Regions from separate parts of the Mus musculus genome. Here all the other regions are linked to region 5. A link is a contact called in public HiChIP or PLAC-seq data. All regions are on one chromosome and are shown on one strand. The core of a region is the stretch at or near the end of the contact, and the rest is flanking DNA. Distances in the headings are between cores, read along the strand shown.

Region 1 (2,700 bases), core at 50-2,549, 410 kb after region 5:
TAGCAAACCGGGGGAAGCACCAGCAAGGCCCAGCCTATGCTTGCTTGTATCACCTGGGCTCCAGGGCTTTGATTGACAGGCAGTCCTGGCTTAACGCATACTCACTAAGGTGGGACCCCTGGCGGCTCCATCTCCAAAAGGGTCCCCCAAAGACAGGCCCCACATGGGGAGCTTTTGGCGGGCCTGATTGCATGACAAACACCACGCATATTGAAACACTCTGGCAGTTTCCCGGTGCTCCCAGTCAAAGGCCTGACCCCTTTTGACCTCAAACATCTTATTAAAGCCCCCAGAGTTCCAGCCTCCGCGAGGGAGAGAACCAGCAATCCCTGGACCCATTCTCTTCCCTAATTCATTCAAGTAAGCCGGGCAGAGTGGGGCCTGGGCCTTTGATGTTAAAGGCCCCTAATTGGAAGGAAGTGAAGTGTTAGCCTGTCAGCCTTTTAGTCTCTCATCAAATACTTTAAGAGGTATCCACACAGTGCGTTCTCACACTGGTGCGGAGCAAGCGCGGAGTGGACTGCTTTCTGTTAAAATGTTTAAATTTTGCATCTGTCTAACATAAAGTTCACCACACATGTCACTGTTCCTGGTGGGTTCTCTCCCTACCTTCCTCCTTTCCCTTCCCTGGGGTGCTGGAGGGGGCGGGGGGGGGCGGCTTGTCTCGAAGCCCACAGCTCACCCACAGGAGAGGAAGGTGGCGGCAGGAGCTAATTACCCACCCCAGACACAGGCCTGCAAGCTCCTGGTTGGGGCCTCTCTCGTGGAGCCCCTTTGATCTCCCTGTTTGGGATTGTGTCACTCCCCAGGAATGTGGCTCTCCCCCCACCCCAGCATCCCCCAGTGTAACCCTTTAGTCTCGCCTCTTCATTTCACAGCGAGCACCCCTGAAAGGGAAAGTGACTTGCTCAGGTTTTTGTTGTTGTTTGTTTGTTTGTTTGTTTGTTTTCAGGGAGCTGGTGGCGGAGTCAGGTCCATAAGTTAATACTTCTGACCCCAGAAAAGGGACAGTCTCTGCGTCCATCCCTTTGCTTCTCTTCAGTCAAAGGGGGTGGTGGTGTGAGCAGCTGCAATTTGAGAGAATTTACATATAATCCCTAGAGTCCTGAACAATAGACTGGATTAAGTCACCCCAGGGGGCAGAGGGCCCAGCCCGAGGGTGCAAAATAGACGCACTGCTTCTTGTCCTCATAGAGTGACTCCCCACTGGGAGAGAAGGCAGGCTTGCACTCTTGGTTTGACACCGCAGAGAAGGCAATAGAGACAGAAGTCTCACACAGAACCTGTGATCAACAGGTCACTCCGGTATGTATGTTGGGGGCGTGGCAGGAAGTATAGTCCCCCTCCACCCACAACAAGGGCTAGAAAGGGGAAGTGCCCCCATCCTTCCGGGCAAACCCCAGGGCGTGATGAGACGGTGGGTGGGAGAGGAAAGCAGAAATCTCCTTTCTAAGCGTCTGACACCTTGAGGCATTAGAATAGCAGAACTTTCCTGGGCTCTCCAGCATCAAGTTCCCCAGTGTTTCTGCCAGGGATGGAATGCAAACCCAGGGGCAAGCGCCCCCCTACCCCCTCCCCCCCCCCCCCCCGCCAATCCAGAACACTGGGCTCACGAGTCCTTTGGACTCACGTGAGAGATAGTGTCTAACTTTCTCAGGGTTGATGCAGAGACTAGAGACCAGTCTACCTCATAAGGCTCCTTGAGGTCTCTACAGGGGCCATTGTGTGGAGTAGCACCAATTAGCTATTAAACAGCCAGAGAAAAGCCCCTTCTTGATTTGATTTTCTGCAGTTGGACTCTGCGAAGCCAAAATCTGAAGCAACTCAACTTTGTTTAGCTCATTTCTGGCCCTAAGGTTCCTTCCTTTGATTTACAAATGCAAATGAATTGATGATTATTTTGAGCAAACTCTTTCACTTACTCCTTTACTCAAACCATACTCATTGATCCCTGCTTGAGGCTAGAATGGGAGACCTCACACCCAGTGGTTTTATATCACTACCTTCTGTAAAATGGTGATTGGCAGGAGCTAGTACCAGCTGTGTTCTGGCTTTGCTTGACTTATTTATTTATTTATTTATTTATTTATTTATTTTCAAGACAGGAGCTCACATAGTTCAGGCTGGCCTTGAACTTGCAGAAACCTCTCAAGTTCTGGGTTTATAGGCATGCAGTGTCGTGCCTAGCCAAACCATAATATCTGTTATTTTTCGTATGAGGATTAAAAAATGGTCAAAGGGGGCTGCGGTGCCCATCCTGGGCCTTTGCTCATTTGATTATGGTGGTAGATCATTCCTACCTGACACATTCTGACCTTGTGTAGTTCTTTACATTTTAGACACTGTTTCTTCCTTGCGTTCATGACTGGACTTCTCCATGGGGATAGAGGGTGTGCCTGACCAATAATTTTCCAGGCACAAGCACGGTGGTGAACTAGAATTGATGGAAAGGGAAGATCAGCCTTCACCAGCAAAGCTCCCAACTTGGCTATGTGGTAGAGGACACAGAGTTTGAGAACTGAGTTGAATTTGGCAACATTTGTCTCTGAGATCTGACAGCCTAAGGGAAGAGTTCAAGCAGGCAATGGTGGCCTGGGCAGCAGTAAGCAAGCGCCAGGCCTGCCCAGTAAACCCTTTTATCTGCTGGACAGTCACCTCTGGCCATCCCATGGTGTCTGCAGGCAGAATCCCACACAGTAA
Region 2 (2,700 bases), core at 158-2,657, 300 kb after region 5:
TGTCTGAAACCTGAAGTTTTGGCTGGTTAGAGAATTCCTGGGATTCACTTATCTCTGCTGTCCAGCACTGGGGTTATAGCACGTGTGGCAATGCTCAGCTTTTACCTGTGTGCTGGGGATTTAAACAAAAGTATTTGTCCTTTTGTTTTCAAGGCAAACAAGTGCTCCTACCCACTGGGCTATCTTTCCAGCCTGAACCCAGTGCTTTGTGCGTGGCAGGCAAGCCCTCTCTAACAGAGCTATATCGCCAGCCACAATTTGGTGACCTTTAACTATAGGACAACACCCTTGTCAGGGCCTGATTGCTTTCTTACTGTCAATGGAGAATTTATCCTTTCAAAGAGGCATTTTGGGATGAAGCCTAGGGGCTGGATGCAGGGGCTTCGACCTATGTGCTAGTTACAGCCTAGTTAATTGTAGGGTACTGGAGCATCGGAGGTTCTTCTTGTCCTGGTGTCCCAGTGCAAACTTTGTATGGCGAGATCTGCTGTCACCTCCACACATGTGGTTTGTGACCTGCTCCTTCTGAGAAGACTGCGAGTAAGGGGAGACCTGCTGTAGTGAACTTGAAACTATTTTCCACCTGGAGTGAGAGAGAGAGTAGACTCCAGAGAAGGAAAATGAGCAAATGAACACTTACTGGTTTGGATTTTTGGTATGCAGGTCCTATACCGGTGCAAGAAGAGGGTGTCTATGCTCACAAACATTTATGCATACACATGTGAATGTAAGGAGTGGGGCAGGGGAGGAAATGACTCCAGCTTGCCTTGGGCACATAAGGCAAGGTCTCCTCTGGCTGTCCTCCATAAGCAACCCGCTTCTGCATGCATGCAGGAGAGGGTCACCCGGCCTGCGCATCAGAGGAAGAATTCTCCTGTCTGGCTGGAGAGGAGACAGTGCATGAAAAATGGTGGCAAAAGGTCAGGAGGCGAAGGCAAGTGAGAAACACTTTCATCTATTATCCGGGGTCAACGGGCTCCCTCCCATCAGGGAACCTTGAGGCCCAATGAATGGCCCATTGCGGGAGGTGCGGTATTGTGTGCACCAGGAGCCTCACATCACAATCCCCAGCCTGGGACAATAGCGCCTAAGAAAGTGGTGGGTGGCTCGCCTCGCCTCCCAGGGGCCTGCCTCTTCTTATCAAAGGCCTTTCACCGCAACGCCCCAGCCTGCTTGGGAAGAGGCAGTGTTTGTCCAATAACACGAAGGCGCTTCAGACTCCTTCCAAATTCCCGGTCATGGCGATTAGGTCGGCGTGCATTGAATTTCATCCAGAACCAGTGTGGGGTTCTCAGCTGTTGTCGCTCCCCAGAAGCTGCACATATTCTTTACGTTGTCTGAAGAACAACACATTCCTGTTTAAAATAAAGCCCAAATCCTGCGGTGAGAAGGAGACTCGCATTCCTTCAGAGGATGCCTGCGGGGCTACACATACATCGAGCCACAGGCAGCCCTGTCTCAGTGTTGTAGGGAGCAGATTCTGGCTCAGGCAAACCTCAGTTTCTTCCTCGACCTTTCTCATCACATGACCCGTGACTGTAGCAGCGATTCTCAACCTGGTGTCAGGACTCTTAACAGAAAACACGTATTTCCGATACTCGTAGGAATCCTCTAAACGTATTATTTTTTTCTACTTCATTTTTGCCACGGAGTGGTGTCTCAGTTCCTAAGTCCGTTTGTAAATATGTGTTTTCTAATGATTGCGACCCACAGGTTGAGAACCACTGCTTTAGAGTCTCTGGTAAGTGTGCTGTGAGGCTGAGGAGGTGACTCGATTAATTGGGCTCATTCTTGTTTCCTTTGAAATACGAGGGGACGGAGAGGTGGTTCGGTACTTGAAGTGCTTACTGTGCAAGGACTGAATTCAAACCCCCGGCACCCATAAAAGGTCAGGTATGGGAGGCAGTACGCGCCTCACTGACTAGAGACAACCCAGGATGCCCGGCAGTCCCCGTGCTTCTTCTCAACCCATTTTTAGATGAAGCCTGAAAAACAGGGAGGAAGTGGCCAGGTATGTGATTCAAGGGTAATCGTCATAGCCAACACAGGGTCTAGACTCTCAGATCTCCAAATGGATCATGCATGTCAGCCTTCAGGTTCAGCTCAGGGACATAAGTGGGGACTCCCTTGGTAGCAGGACTTTACTGGAGGATGCGATTGTCTGAAAGTGGAGGGCAGGTTTTATATAGTGAGCACGGGGCCTTGTAAATCACTCTCCTGAACCATAAGTTAGTAATTTCCTCAGCAAGCCTGTTGAGTGCCAGGCCCTGCAAAGGAACAGAAGAAATAAACAAACATGTAAAATAGGACTTGGTCTCTTCCCATGATTGTGACAAATGAATATATAGATGAATACAAACATGTATGGTGAGCATTATGAAAGAGCATCCCACAGACTCTTGGAGCGTCAGTATCTTGAAGGAAGGATTATAATAGAATTTACTGCCAGATCACAGGATCAAATCTATAGTAGTATAGACCTAATCAGGCATACAAGCAGTATACTAGACCGGACTCTGTTACTCGAGTTCATGTCTACCCAGAACCAGAATATGGCTTCATCTAGAAATAGCATTTTTTTTGCAGATATAATTAGTTCTAATGAAGTCATTTTGATATTTTTATACAAAGGCAGAGTCAGAGTCTGGAGTGAGGCTGTTACAAGCCAAGGATCTCAGCCCACCACCCCAAACCAGGAGA
Region 3 (2,700 bases), core at 97-2,596, 480 kb after region 5:
TGGAACTCCAACATAAGAAGAGCCTTGAAGGATGGGTAAGTCCATCCATACAACAGACAGCAGGTGCATCTTTCAAGGTCACACAGCTTGTAAGTGACCAAGCTTTTTTGTCTCTCTACTCTAAGATCTTTAGTAGTTCCTTAGCAGTTAGTTGAGGTGCATTAGTTATCTATCTACTACCCCCATATCAGATAACCCCAAACTGTGGTTCAAACCATAAATGTTGACTAAATCACCTTTTCAACAGGTCAGGAACTCACCGAGTAGATAGGCTGAGCAGTCATGTGTTGTGATTGAACTGAGTTAGCAGTCAATAGGGACATGCCATCTCTGGCTTGGCTGTGGCACTGTGTCTTCAAGTTCTATCAGGTGGTTTTTGGCAGAGGGGCTCTGGTATGTGTGGGCTTTGGGCAGGTAGCTTTGTTTCTTCCTCAAGTGGATTCTCCACAAGGCTCTTGAGTTTCCTCAAAACATGGCAGGTATCTTCCGCCAAAGTAAGGTGTGGGTAGATAGCATCTGCAGTACCTATGATGACATGTGTCATACATTGTCACCTGCTTTGGCCAGTTGGCAGTGGGTCAGTGCATTCTTCTCCCTTGAAGGCAGAGGTTACTGCTGCTTCGTGATGGGGAGTTTCCATGCACATTTGCATCTATCTCAGCAACAGAAATGGAGCCTATATCCTGGCATCAGGGCTGAGATGATCACATACCTCACTGTCTTCAGGCATCAAAGAAATGGTATGGCACTTCATGTCAATGGTAACTCAGTTAGCCCATCACAAGGTATGGTGGTGAGAGATCTGACCAAGACCTATCTCAACTAATTTCATTCATGACACTTCAAGGCTAGACACCCATTTACAGAGGACACCTCGAGTAGAGGGTGGGACACACTAGTGCTCACTACCTTGCCTAGTAACTTGTGAAATTCTCATCACCCAGATATCCAGTTCCATTTTACTACTTGTGAGAAGCTCGAGTGCCCGCTGTTCTGCCTCCAAAAGAATGTTTTCCCCACACTAGGAAATGCAAGAGGTTTTTACTAGTATGTTCATAGAGTTTAAAAAAATATGGGGAGAGTCCAGGGCTCCTGGATCAGACTGGCAAACACAAAGTGGCACCTCCCACCCCCCTCCACCCCCCCCCCCCACCACACCTCTTTACAACCCCAGTGAGGGCTTTTGGTCCAATAGTTTCATCCTAGGGGGCGTTGGGAGAGCTGGCAAATACTCTAAACAGATAAAAGATAATTGAACAAGGAGCGAGTGGTAAAGGGTGACAAAGTGCTATTTCCATTATAAGCTTATCTCAGTAAACTTTCTCAGAGCCCCGAGTTCCCGAGCAGGGTGTGGATTTGGCAATAGTAAAGAAACAGGCCAGGCCAGGAATGTCTGGGGAGCTAATGAAAGCCCCTGAAGTGGTTGACGTTCCTATCTCTGCTTTGGATCCCTGCCACCTTGACACAAATGTCAGACGGTGTTTAATTGGCAAACAGGGCTTCAAAGGGTTGCTGGGCCCTGCTCCCAAGGCCCCAGGGCCTGTTAATGTTTAATTGTCCTGTGCAAGGGCCCACTATTGCTCACAAGACTTGGGCATTTATTGCACTTTGCAAAAGCAGTATTATGAGGCTCCTTGTTCTGCGAGTGAGCCTTTTACAGACATGTCTTGGGTGTCCCTGGCTCACCTAACCCTTAAGAAGCAAAGTTACCAAGTTATCCACCAGGCCAGAGAGAAATACCTTCAAGTTGAAAATAGTGGAAACACTCCCTGTTCGCTAAGTTGGCCTGAAAATCCAGACGTATCCAGAGAACACTAGAAACATCAATGGGATGAGCTGAGGGTTTGGAGCAGAAGTGAAGGAGACTGAGGTTGAGGGGATTAAGCTGGATGGTAACTGGTTCTAGTGTAGATGGTGCTTGCTCTGTATGTGTGCAGCCCCACTGCAAAGGCGAAGGATGGTGCTTGCTCTGTATGTGTGCAGCCCCACTGCAAAGGCGAAGAGTTGATTTTCCTTCATTCCCTCCTCTGTCCCAAATAGCTATCTGTTTTAACATTATTCTTATAATCTAAAAAGTCAGAGAGACTGTCTTGGTGAGACTCTATTGCTTCTGTCTAATTGCACAGGGAGGAAGAAGAAATAACAAAAGACAAACACCCCTTCCCCCTACACGATGTGGAAACTCTGAATAAAAGACAGGCTTCCAACTTTTGACGACTGAAAACCGCACTTTGAATTGAATATGAATGATTTCTTTGAGTTGTCAATTGAATTCAATTCAACTGAATACATCTTCTTGGAGGGGGCACTAAGCCTTCATAGCAAACAATCCCTTTGGCTTCGCATGAGTGCTGCTTAGAGAACGAGTCTCTGTTAAATTGTGGAAATGCATTGGGTCGTTGTTTCAGTCATCCTTCTGCTGATTGTGAATCTCTCTCTAAAGAATGTAAAGAGAAATATCTAATTACACCACTTATATCAGAATGGTGAGGCGTATATTTATCCTGTTTGTTAATTACATATGTCACAGCTAAAGACCACACATCAGCTAATGTCAACAGCAGCTCGAAGGGCCTGGTAAGCATCAAAAGGGAGGTGAATACCAAATTAAAAAACAAAATCCAGCAGACTGACTAAGAAAGTATGTATATTCTTAATATATTTACATTAAATCAGACTTTCTTTCTTCTCTTGCCTGGC
Region 4 (2,700 bases), core at 79-2,578, 350 kb after region 5:
ACCCTGATTGTTGCTTCAGTCTCTGTGAGCCCTTATGAGCCCTGCTTAGTTGATTCTGTGGGAGTGGTCTCTTGATGTCCTCAATTCCTCTGGCTCCTACAGTTCTTCCTCTTCTCTTCTATGAGATCCCCCAAGCTCTCCCTAATGTTTGGTTTGTGGCTCTCTGAATCTTCTCCCATCAGTTGCTGAATGAAGCCTCTCTGATGACAATTGGAGTAGGCACCTTGTTAGGAGTTATTTTACTGACTTTTGTCTTTGGCCAGGAACCTGATCTTGTCTTCTTTGATTTTTCATGAGATAAGTGACCCTTGCCTTTTGCATTATGTTTTTAACTATCTGTATTTCCTGTTGGGGAAATCTCCATCTCCCAGTCTACTGTATATATTGGGTATGTATCTACTTTCCACCTTCACCATGGCAGAACTGATTTTGATTCTGTTCACCTAAAACCCTATAAGCCAATGCCAGAATGCACTCACTAGATCAGCTCAGGACTCTTGCTTCCCCAGGCATAGAAAAGTGAGAATTCTTGGTGAACACTTCAAGGTACAGACAGCCTGGGTCCCCAGAAGGTGTTCACAATAGGCTGGGCTTTACCTTTTGCTCTGTTTTGCAGGGTTGTGCTTTCTCTGTGCTTTGCATAGTAGCTTTCCAGAACCCAGGAGAACCTAGAGGAAGAGCTGCTGGAGACAGCACAAAGCTGGCCAAATGCTCAAACTCTGCATGTGCAGACGGCCTTGCACTTGGATATTTGGAATCTTCTGGATGCCTGATCATTTTTGCTCTCACTTAGACACTTGAAAGGAAAGGCAGAGGGTTGTGAAAAGTGGACATAAGTAAAGGTAATAGTTACTAATAAGTAAATCACAGATTGCTCAGTTAATTTTAGTTAAATAGATATCATCTGTTATAGATAATAGTGTCAACAAGCATGACTACTGCTCTGTGGTACTTGTCATTCATGAGGCATCATGTGTGTGACTGTATGATACAGTATCTGGGAGGCATATATTACCATGTCTAGTTCACACAAGTAGACACAAACCCAGGGACGGTACCCAATGAGGACAGAGATAACCTTTTGAATCAAATGGAATTCATCTGTGAAACTTTATAACTATTGACTTTGGACCATGTTCCAGACACTGTGCTAAACCCAAGAGAAAAAAAAAAAAGGTGTGTGTGTGTGTGTGTGTGTGTTGTCATCTAAAAGTTTAACAAGGTAGACACATGGAAATTTGGAAAAAGCATGGTAAGAGGTGAGCCACAAAACCAGGATGCTGGGTGAGTCAGGAGGCAGACTCCTAGGCAGACACTGGTCATCTGAGGTACTTCTTGGAAGAGATGGCCTTTCAATGATGCATTTAAGAAGGACTAGATAAGATTAGTCAGGCAGAAGAATGGTGTAAATATTGAATAGTTAGAACAAATTGAAACGGATAGGTTAATCTCTAGGATTTAAAATTACAAGTAAAATCTCCTAACCTATTTATTTGTAAGTGAACTGAATCTTTCATAAAATTTAAGAAAAAACAAAAACAACCCCTCAAAACTGAAACAAGACAAAAAACCTAACCCCCCAGAAAATGAAACAAAACAAAACAAAACAATTCCCACCAACTTTGATAATCTCTTGTTTTAAAGAGTTGAGCCAAAGACAGTGTGTGAGATAAAAGCTTAAGAGATACTGTCAGACCCACCAGTGAGCTAAAACCAGGCATCAGAAGAACAGATGTTTTGGGAGTTATCCAGGAGAGGAGGACTATCACGGAGCGAATGGCTATTGAATGAGGAGGATGGAGCTAGTTGGAGATAGGAGGGAATGAATGGCTGTTGCTCTGGGTAAGCTGGGCAGAGTCAAAGGCTCAGCCTTTTGGAGCATCAAACACAAATGTTTGGTTTGTGGAGAGGAATGATCAACCCAGAACACTAGGACAATATGTAGATTGGTGTGCTACACACCTATCATGATTATGGTCCCAGATATCTTACAGAAATGGATTTTTGGAGATCAAAAATAAGGATATTATCTGGGCCTTGACAGTTTTGACAGAAAACATCCTTCAAATTTGCAAGACATGTCACATCTTCTCCAAGTGTTGTCTTTTCTTGGGCCTGTTACTGTCATTTCACTCTTCAGAACTGCTTTGTTAATTGATTGACTGTTAGTGAGGAGTAATCCCTACCCACTTCTTAGTAACCAACAAGGTTTTCTGTTGTACACTTGGGTGAAAGAATAGGAGACTTTCAGCCTTTTCCAGTCTTTCTAAAGCTCTCTAGTCTTCCTGATAATCCTTAAGGTTTTTGTTTTTGTTTTTGCACTCAGGAAGCAGACCAAGTAGGATCTCTGTGAGGCCAGCCTGGTGTACATAATGACATCCAGGACAACCAGAGGTATAGAGAGGGACCCTGTCTCAAAAAACAAAAAGACCAAACCAAACCATAATTATATGTCATTGTGATTTACTACAGACCTGAACACTAATGCAAAACAAAAGAAAGTGCCCATCACAGTTCAGCTAATGTGCATAGATCAATATCTATCTATCTATCTATCTATCTATCTATCTATCTATCTATCTATCTAGCACTGTGTGAGTTAAGGGGGTGATATGCTCTGTGGGACTGTAAGGAATTGATGACAACTTGATTAGAATTAAAGAGGAATGTCTGAGAGGACTGGGGCATTTTTGAGACTGG
Region 5 (2,700 bases), core at 189-2,688:
TGCTGCCTGAATCGTGTTTCCCACGCCCAAGCCAGCCTAGCTGTCACCAGCTGTGACCAGCTGTCAGGCAGTTGTTAGCACTCCACTCTTCTCCCTGCCACGTGACAGCCCCTGACCTCAGCCAGAGACCAGAAGAGCTTTCTGACAGGCAGGCTAAAGGGCAGGCCACAAGGGAGACCTGATCAACTAGCAGGCAGGTGGAGTCCCACTATAGTGGTTCATGGAGATGAACCCCACAGTCAGACACTCAGAGAAATAGGATTGGAAGCATGGTAGAAACACACACACACACACACACACATGAGCACATGCTGCAGTGCATGCAAAGATACTTGCCAAAAAGACTGGACGTGGAGGTCATCCTGGCCACGGCGGAAAAGACTCATTTTTCCCGATTGTGAATCACAGAAACAAAGTCCCGGGAGGTCCTGGGGCATCACATCCTCATTCCTGAGAGAGCAGAACCAAGCTTCCCAGGAGCCTAGGTGAGCATGAGGCAGCTTAGAAAGGTGTGACAGAACCTCTTTCTAATCTACTTTGCCCCAAGACTCCTGCCACCTGGAGTTTTATAGCCCCTGCTGTAGATGGTAGTGCACAAAATTTCCTCAGTGCATCATCTTGGGCTCACTGAAGCCTTCTTGGTTAACACCTAAAGACCCCTCTTCCCTCTCCCCAGCTAGCCAATGGGCAAAGCCATCACCACACCACCTAATAGCTGGTTCCAAGTGCCTAGACAGCTGGGCTGATCTCTCCTTCAGTTGTCACAGTGCACACATTCACACACCATTATTGTCCTGATTCACAGATGGGAATGGCAAGGCCAAGAATTGGTTCATCCTTCATTCCACAGATGTTTGGGAATGTTGAGTACAGGCGAGGCTGGGGTTCAGCTGGTCTGTGAGCCCTACCCTCTTAGAGGCTCTGGCGCCTGTCTGAGGACGGGTCCCTGAGGGTAAAACTAACCAAGCCAGAGAAGGCGCAGGAGCCCAAGAAATCTCAGCTGCCTCCCCTGAGATAAGAGTGCTTTGTTGTGCAGGCTATTTCCTGCACTGAGGAATTCCATCTTCAGTTGTTGCACAACTGACCCTGGAAATGTCAAGAATGGTGGCTATTATTTATTAATGAGCTAACCATCTGCATGGCTACACACACACACACACACACACACACCAGCTATAAGCCTGGGACCATAAAAGGGTCTCTCAGTTTGTTAACACTGATGGTTAGAGTATAAGAGCCTCCCTCCATTGCAGGCCTACAGAGTGGCTCAGGATTGCTGGCCTGCTGTGGCCAGAGGAGATACTGCCTCATCCACCCATCAGCTCGTTTCCTGGGGCAACTGGCTTTACTGATTGGAACTCAGTTTTTGCAGGTCCTAAATGAGGACAATGGTCATAGTGCTGCCTATCTCGAGGGTTGGCGGAATGTGAGCAATGTGAGATTCCACAATGCACCAAACAGACGGCAGGGCTTTGTCCTGACTCCATGGGGCAGCAGCAGTCCCCTCTTGAGAAAACTACTTCCAGTTTTTATCTTAGAGGTTCTTTTTTAATCCAGTGCTCAGAAAACACAATTTGTATTATGCTGGTCACAGTTTCCGTGGTCTTGGCTCTTGCTTGTTGGTAGAACTTGGCACCTGTTTTGTTATAAAGAACAAGTGATCAAAAGGACAAGAGCGCACAGTAAGGACAGTGAAACAAAGGCTTGGTTTGAAAGGCAGACAAATCAGCCAGGAGCCTTACTTACACTAGGGAGGCCTGCAGAAAGCTGTCCACCCATAGGAAAGATCTTTCATCCTGGCATTGCTGCTCAAAAGAAAAAAAAACAATGTTTGCTGGTCTGAAAGCCTCATCAAAACCATTCTGAAACAAGAAATCCCAGGTTTCCTGAGTATATTCTTCCCAGGCCTCCTCATGTGAGCAGGCTAATTGTCTCTCTGTCATGGGCTAAACAGCGTCAGCTTACCCAATCCTTCCCGCACGCCATCTATGTTTTTCAGATGAGGAAGTGAGGGCCCAAAGAGGATAAGTCACTTGGTCAGTGTTACTCAGATAACAGCAGAGAATGACCAGGAAGGCAGGATCGGAAGTCTTCCAAGCCCATGTGCTGCAACAAAACTCACTGCTTCTCTTCTGAAGGAAAGGATCCGTTTTGTACCTGGTGACACCTGGATAAACACCAGGTGACAGGGACGGGCAGAGTGAGAGGAGCCTATCAACCGTGACATCCCACACTAGGCCAGAGCTTGTATACCAAGGCTCAGATTTATGGCAAGTCATTTAGAACTTGCTATTTCCTCCACCAACAAAGCCTTGCTTTTCCAGAAGGAACCACCCCAGGGTTCCTTGAATAATGAGCTCTAAAATAGTACTCACCATAACTTTCCAGGAACACAATCTGCTTGCAGGAAGTGGAGGGTGGGGGGACACTATATACTAGGGAATGCAGCTATGCCAGGGTCTCTCGCAGGCCAGAGGCAATCCTCAGAGGCCACCTTAACAGGACAAATCTTTCAGCCACTCTAACTTGTGAATAGCTGTTGCATAGCCAACGGACTCTTTTCTTTATCTCTCATACCAATATACCATCCCTGTCCTGTAAGTGATGCCTAACTCAAGTTTTCATTTCCAGTGACATACAGAAAGGAGCACCTACCCCAGATCACCCTACCCCAGGTCACACTACAGAGAGTCTTTACTT

The links. HiChIP or PLAC-seq counts read pairs in DNA pulled down with a chosen protein or histone mark.
Region 1: a contact with region 5 is called in an H3K27ac HiChIP or PLAC-seq map of trophoblast stem cells, with 2.6 times the contacts expected there. The contact joins two enhancer-like sites. A contact is called at or near these places in 5 of 115 datasets of contacts at active chromatin or transcription factors (embryonic stem cells, extraembryonic endoderm stem cells, stem cell-derived epiblast-like cells and 1 more).
Region 2: a contact with region 5 is called in an H3K27ac HiChIP or PLAC-seq map of extraembryonic endoderm stem cells. The contact joins two enhancer-like sites. A contact is called at or near these places in 2 of 39 promoter capture datasets (embryonic stem cells and pre-B cells) and 5 of 115 datasets of contacts at active chromatin or transcription factors (embryonic stem cells, extraembryonic endoderm stem cells and trophoblast stem cells).
Region 3: an H3K27ac HiChIP or PLAC-seq map of extraembryonic endoderm stem cells shows a contact between it and region 5. The contact joins two enhancer-like sites. A contact is called at or near these places in 1 of 484 Hi-C or Micro-C datasets (liver), 1 of 115 datasets of contacts at active chromatin or transcription factors (extraembryonic endoderm stem cells) and 1 of 9 other capture datasets (embryonic stem cells).
Region 4: a contact with region 5 is called in an H3K27ac HiChIP or PLAC-seq map of extraembryonic endoderm stem cells. The contact joins two enhancer-like sites. A contact is called at or near these places in 1 of 15 datasets of contacts at CTCF or cohesin (embryonic stem cells), 14 of 484 Hi-C or Micro-C datasets (embryonic stem cells, extraembryonic endoderm stem cells, olfactory sensory neurons and 1 more), 5 of 115 datasets of contacts at active chromatin or transcription factors (differentiating embryonic stem cells, embryonic stem cells, extraembryonic endoderm stem cells and 1 more) and 1 of 9 other capture datasets (embryonic stem cells).

The regions. Positions count from the first base shown.
Region 1 is chr12:12,579,505-12,582,204 of GRCm38.p6, reverse strand. No RefSeq gene overlaps it. Among named protein-coding and RNA genes, the nearest start is that of Gm34637, 89 kb to the left of the region's middle. Within about 2 kb of position 1,299, at least 118 of the 459 cell types and tissues checked have an H3K27ac peak or open chromatin away from gene starts, as enhancers often do. A contact at or near this core is called in trophoblast stem cells, where this site is marked.
Region 2 is chr12:12,692,693-12,695,392 of GRCm38.p6, reverse strand. Gm34696 (a long non-coding RNA gene) reads left to right here. Exons shown (of 6, transcript XR_872489.1): 4 at 1-2,700. Among named protein-coding and RNA genes, the nearest start is that of Gm25538, 6.0 kb to the left of the region's middle. Within about 2 kb of position 1,407, at least 21 of the 459 cell types and tissues checked have an H3K27ac peak or open chromatin away from gene starts, as enhancers often do. A contact at or near this core is called in extraembryonic endoderm stem cells, where this site is marked.
Region 3 is chr12:12,508,152-12,510,851 of GRCm38.p6, reverse strand. All of the region lies in intron 2 of Gm34489 (a long non-coding RNA gene), which reads right to left. Among named protein-coding and RNA genes, the nearest start is that of Gm34489, 88 kb to the right of the region's middle. Within about 2 kb of position 1,346, at least 39 of the 459 cell types and tissues checked have an H3K27ac peak or open chromatin away from gene starts, as enhancers often do. A contact at or near this core is called in extraembryonic endoderm stem cells, where this site is marked.
Region 4 is chr12:12,639,004-12,641,703 of GRCm38.p6, reverse strand. No RefSeq gene overlaps it. Among named protein-coding and RNA genes, the nearest start is that of Gm34637, 30 kb to the left of the region's middle. Within about 2 kb of position 1,328, at least 1 of the 459 cell types and tissues checked has an H3K27ac peak or open chromatin away from gene starts, as enhancers often do. A contact at or near this core is called in extraembryonic endoderm stem cells, where this site is marked.
Region 5 is chr12:12,992,764-12,995,463 of GRCm38.p6, reverse strand. It overlaps Gm35208 (a long non-coding RNA gene), which reads right to left. Exons shown (of 4, transcript XR_381277.3): 2 at 1,966-2,167; 3 at 1,747-1,805; 4 at 1,115-1,636. Among named protein-coding and RNA genes, the nearest start is that of Gm35208, 6.7 kb to the right of the region's middle. Within about 2 kb of position 1,438, at least 56 of the 459 cell types and tissues checked have an H3K27ac peak or open chromatin away from gene starts, as enhancers often do. A contact at or near this core is called in extraembryonic endoderm stem cells and trophoblast stem cells, where this site is marked.